Linked DNA regions of Anser cygnoides: region 2 is linked to region 1. A link is a contact called in public Hi-C data. All regions are on one chromosome and are shown on one strand. The core of a region is the stretch at or near the end of the contact, and the rest is flanking DNA. Distances in the headings are between cores, read along the strand shown. Region 1 overlaps CRYL1 (crystallin lambda 1). Region 2 holds the start of LOC106040406 (gap junction beta-6 protein).

Region 1 (2,700 bases), core at 159-2,658:
AAAAGAAAGTCAACAACATACTCTAATAATTGACACGGCTACGTTAGAGCACGACTACAGCTTGAGCCCCAGCAGCTCAGAGCACAGGGAGCACCTGGCTGAGCACGGCAGGGAGGTGAGATCAAGAGACTGGCCCCAAAACACTTGGGGGTGAAGCAGGAACCCAGGCTACGTGGGATACAAGCCAAGGAAAGACAGCTCAACGGGTTGCCTGCCCCTCTCCCCCCTGCAGACATGCATTCCACACAGCTGGTGCAGGACTTCCTCCAAAATGGGGTTTAAGCACATGTTCAAATACTGGATCGGTAACACAATATGTCTGTGGACAAAAGACTCAGATGTTAAACAGCTTAGTTACCCTAAAACAAGCCACACAGCCTGAGCAATCAAGTCTTTGTTTTCAACCTGAACACGAACTGGTATCCTTCTCTCTTACCCGTGGCTTACAGGATAAGGACAGCAGCACGCTAACTGAAGAGCAGACCACTGAGTCATTAATGAGGGGGAACACATTACCGCTGCTGGTGACACTATAAAAATGGTAAATAAAATGGAAGGGCATGGTCACATATGTTCACATCCCAGGGTTCAGTAACAGACTCAGAATAAGGGTAGGTAATAAAGTGTTTAACAGGGGGAAGAAAAAGGAATCCCATCATGACGATTTTAAAAACAAGTCGAACCATTTCTGACAGACAGTTGTCCAAGTATGACTGATCCTGCCTTGCGGCAGTGCATGGACTAAGTAACCTCTGAAGTCCCTTCCAGACAGGCTTTGGACAACTCAGGAGCTGGCAGGGCAGCTAAAGGTAAGGGTGAACCTTCTAATAAAGGTGAAATCCTCTCATAGGCTCTTCTGTTGAGGAGCAGAGGCTTAGAGTCAGAGCAACCCCTATACAAGTTTAACTCCAATTCATATTGTTTGGACTTGTTTAAATTTCAGTTCAAAATATAGTTATATAAGTGTCTTACAGCAAATCTACAAGTATCCAGCTTTCCGAATGGTGTTATGGTAATATTCTGAAAGGCTTTAACAGAACTTAAAACCATCAACTAAAGGGCAACAGACCAGCAAGCCTAATTTGTTATGGAGCAGTTACAAAGGCAGCAGTTAAAACATCAGCATTTCTAAGCTAATCTGACTTTGAAAAGAAATAAAAATTAGAAATTTTGTGGCTATTAACTCACCTCAAATCTACCTAAATAACTTGTTAGGTGCCTTCACTGTATGAGTTCATACTAGAGGGAAATCTGATGCTTCCTAAATCACTAGCTCTTGACTGACATGAGAGACTGTCTACCACATGACACTGTACAAATAAATACCACTTCGGTGAGGTGAAATCTAGCATTTCGATGGAAACATTTTGTACCTTCCTACAGTTCAGAAACATGCCCTGTTAAGGAACTGGAGCAGTAAAATATCAAGTTGCAGCCACTGTACACTGTTAGAACAAACAAGTGAATTACAGGTGTCTGCTCAACCTTCAGTCAGTACAAAGCACAGAACAGGAGCTGGGCAAGCAGAATTACATGTTATCTAAATCAGAGTAAAAACTTGTAGATTTAGGAGGGTTTTTTTTGTGGAGAATTATTGTGTTTTTTTTTTTTTAAATACATAAATGAAGGCAAGTTTCATCTCATTTATTGTCAGTATCATGCTATGAAGACAAGCACCTTTTTCCCTGAGGTTACTGTATCCTACAAAGCTTTCAAGAGACAAACAGAGATGATGATCAGGGCTGCCACAGGAGGGATTAGAATCCTTTTTGGTCCTTCAGGGAAGGGGCAAAAAGATCTCAACATGTGGCTGATCAACATCCTCCACCCCACATCCTTTCTCGAAGAATCAGACCTGCTGTTTCCTTCTACTGTGATCCCATCCAACCTGAAAAACAGGGAAAAGTGCCAGGGGAAGGAATCCAGGAAAGGCAATGGAAATATAATACAGTTCTTGAAAGGAGACCAGAGAACAGTGAAAAAACACAGGAGCAGGGTTAACTGCTGGGCAGGACAACAGTTACGGCAGTGAAGACCTCCTCTAACAGGGAACAAAACCATTTTAAGGTCTGTAATGGTTGACAGTGCCAGCTGGTACATGCATATGCTACGTGGGAGTGAACGTTAGAAAGTCTGGAAGAATAAAAGTCCATTCAACAGCAGCACCACAGCTGCCTACTCAGACTTCCAGTTCATCTCAAGCATGGACTTCATAAAGTATTTTACAGCAAGTCTTTGAGCTCTAACTGTTTCACTCCTAAAAATGGAGAACAGTTTTCCTCAAGCTTCTACAGAGATGGCGAGCCAGTTAACATCCCTAGAACCAGCTCCCTCAGAAGCTGAAATGGAATTGCTGGTGCCTCAGACCAGTGTTTGAGGTAGATAAGGTAAAACCAGGCCTAAGGTTATATTTGCCCAGTTAAGAGCAAACAGATCCGTGTTTGCCTGTCCAGTGCTTCAAGCTGACCATATACCAGACCCAAAGAAGTTGTTACTCAATGCTTGCACACACTGCCTTGCAGCAGCTTTTCATTTACAGAGGTACTTCATTAACACAGCTTCCAAACCAGGATCGTCTCCCAGCCTATGAGCTCAGGGCAGCTGAAGACACCTTTGCACATTGACCTGTCTGCAGACAGGTCATCAACAGAAGTACAAACCTTCTTGGAAGCCATCAGAAGAGCAGAACAAACACTAACA
Region 2 (2,700 bases), core at 22-2,521, 74 kb before region 1:
TAACTTCACTAACAAAAATCAAGGATGAAACTGTATTTTGTTCTACTGTCAGCTCAGTGCACACACATATGTTGTGGTAAACACAAATACAACCCAGACCGAAACCCATATATCATTTCAAACAAACCACACTCAACAGCAAGCTTATTAGTGATCAAAGTCAGAAAGACAGGGTTTAAAAAAGAGTACACTTAAGACAAACGGCTACTTCCTTCTTTTAACCCTCTGCCTGCTCTCTTAGAATATTTCTATGCCGCGTGGTAAAATCCAGTGAAGCACAAAACAAAAATACATCCTTCTATGTGTGTGTGTGTGGGAGAATAAAGAGTAAATAAACAAAGAGAGATTCTTCAACACAAGAGATGGGAAAAGTAACACCTAGGAAAACCCAGTGACAGGAAAAAGAGCCGTACCCTGAATGCCACCCAAAAGCAGCCAAGTGCCATCCACTTCAGCATGCCAAGCACTCTTGTTCTTACTCCAACACGTCTCTTGAGTTTTATTGAAACAGCACTTGAGTACTCATTCCTCACACAATCCCATCCACCCCGACACCCGGAGATACGTTTATTTCTGACTCACACCTCTCATTTCCTATTCCCCCGTGATTCTGAGGAATGTTTCCAGTGTGTGCCCAGGTGCTCACCAGACCTGTCAGTTGCACTGATGCAAGCTGTTTATCTCGGTGCAACTCTCAGCATCGGTAGGTGTGTCGCGAATTACCTGTAATTGCGGAAGCCTTTAGCTCGCTCGGGTTTTTAGCCGGTCGGGTGCTTCACATAACGTGCTCGCAGAGAGCTGCTGATTGAGAAGCGGGGGGACAAAAAGAAAGAAGAAAAGAGTTGTTCGGCACTCAGGAGCACGCCGGAGCTGGGGAAGGGAAGCGTGAGGCCGGGCTGAGGGGAGCCGGGAGCCCGCCCGGGCAGCGCCTCAGGGCTCGGGGCCGGGCTGAGGCGGGTCCCGGCCCCTCACCGGGCGGCACCGAGCGCGGCGGCCCCGAGCCGAGCCGAGCCGGGCCGGGCCTGCCCCGCACCCCCGTCCTTCGCCTCAAGGAGGGCACCGTGGAGCGGCCTCCCCCGGCGGCCGGCCCCAGCTCCCTCCCTCCCTCCCGCCTCACCTGCCCCGTCGGTGCCCACGCAGGGAGATGAACGCCCCGGGAGCCCCCTACCCCGGGCTGGGCTGGGCTGAGGGTCCGGCTGTAGCAGCGGAGCGGCCGGTGCCCGGCTCGCCGCCCCGCGGCTCTGAGGTCCCTCCCCGCTCACCTGCCGCCGCTTTTAACCCGCCCCGAGCCCGCCTCCGCCCGCCGGGGCCGGGCCGGGGATCGAGGCCGGGGCAGGCATGGGGGCGCCCGGCCCCGCGGCGGGGCCCGGCTCTGAGGGGCCTCTCCCGTGCCCCTGCCCCGCTCCGTCCCTTCCTGCCTGGCCCCCGTACTCTGCCTCGTCAAACGCAGGCCTTTTCCTCGGGACAAAACAACGGAGGCCTTTACTTATGAAAATCATTACAGAATTACTGGCAAACGGCAGCCGGAAAAGCCCAGAGCTGCTGGCTTTCCCAATTTTGTCCTAAAAGGTGATTGAAATGCTACAGCAGCACCCAACAAGCCTGCAGGCTTCCAGCGGGCTGCAGATCTGTGTCACTACAAGACCTCTTTGCAGAGTTTTCTGTTTCCAGGGAATACAGTTGCTGAGGAAACACTTTAGTTTCTTAACCTTTGGGTTCAAAAATCCCTGCCTGAAACTCTGAGTTCTCCATCTTGCACACATGCACATCAAACTAGAGGTTTCTAATCCTCTACCTAAATTTCTGAAGAAAACATACAGTACAGTAGTACATTTCCTCAGGTTTTGGACTTGGTTAAGGTACTGGTATAAGGGTTCAGATGGCAAACCACTTCTAGTTAAATTCTTCTGTCCTTTATCTTCACTTCCTAGAATAATAAAATAAATAAATAGATCGAAAATCTTTTGCAAAAGTCAATGGTTTCTTTGATCACATGCTCAGTTTTGAGAGGTAGAAGTGTCTGACACAAGCAACTCAATCTGGACATTTGAAAGAAAAGAAATTTCCGTCAGCTGTGGTTCAAATATCACCCCCTGTCTCTGTGGCACTCATCCTTCATCCTTGCCCTCACACCTGGCTCCACGCAACCTGCATGGTAGGACCACGGGGAAATTCATGTTTTAGGGGATCTCAGGAGGTCTATCCCGACCTCCTGGTCCAAGCAGGATCAGCTCTTCTTTCGGACCACTCAGCCATTACTCAGCATCTGTAGGGGCTCAGTGCTTGCATCAGCTGGAGTCAGGTCACCGCCGCATCTGCAGGACCAGACCCAAGATACATGATGCTACGGTGAGCTAGAAGGGCATAAATACCTCAGGCCTGAGTCTTCCGTCGCTCGCTGCCTTCTGTGGAAGTTGTGCATTCAGACGACGTTCAAGGTTCATGCGTACAGCACAAACGAGGAAGGGAGGTGCCTCAGGACCCGGCCATGTGGCTGTACTTTGTGAAAGGGAAGCCCATCTCTCCATGTAAGAATAACTTTGGAGGAAACATCTGGGACTCATGTATCTTTCCCTCTCCAGTCACATTCCATCTTGATTCGGTGACCTCTGAAGAGTAGAATTTGTCCCCTCTGTCATTACCAGGTCAAATTTTTTTTTAAAGATTGTGTATATTTAGCTGCGGCAGAGGATTTTGAGT

Evidence for each region. A called contact is a pair of places that touch in the nucleus more often than the background predicts.
Region 2: a contact with region 1 is called in a Hi-C map of liver, with 18 times the contacts expected there. The contact joins the promoter of LOC106040406 here to the enhancer-like site in region 1. A contact is called at or near these places in 3 of 7 Hi-C or Micro-C datasets (fetal liver and liver).

The regions. Positions count from the first base shown.
Region 1 is chr1:193,396,434-193,399,133 of Taihu_goose_T2T_genome, reverse strand. The region is part of intron 3 of CRYL1 (crystallin lambda 1); the gene reads right to left. Among named protein-coding and RNA genes, the nearest start is that of CRYL1, 22 kb to the right of the region's middle. Within about 2 kb of position 1,408, at least 2 of the 3 cell types and tissues checked have open chromatin away from gene starts, as enhancers often do. A contact at or near this core is called in fetal liver and liver, where this site is marked.
Region 2 is chr1:193,470,043-193,472,742 of Taihu_goose_T2T_genome, reverse strand. LOC106040406 (gap junction beta-6 protein) reads right to left here and starts at 1,271. Exons shown (of 3, transcript XM_048047066.2): 1 at 1,118-1,271; 2 at 724-798.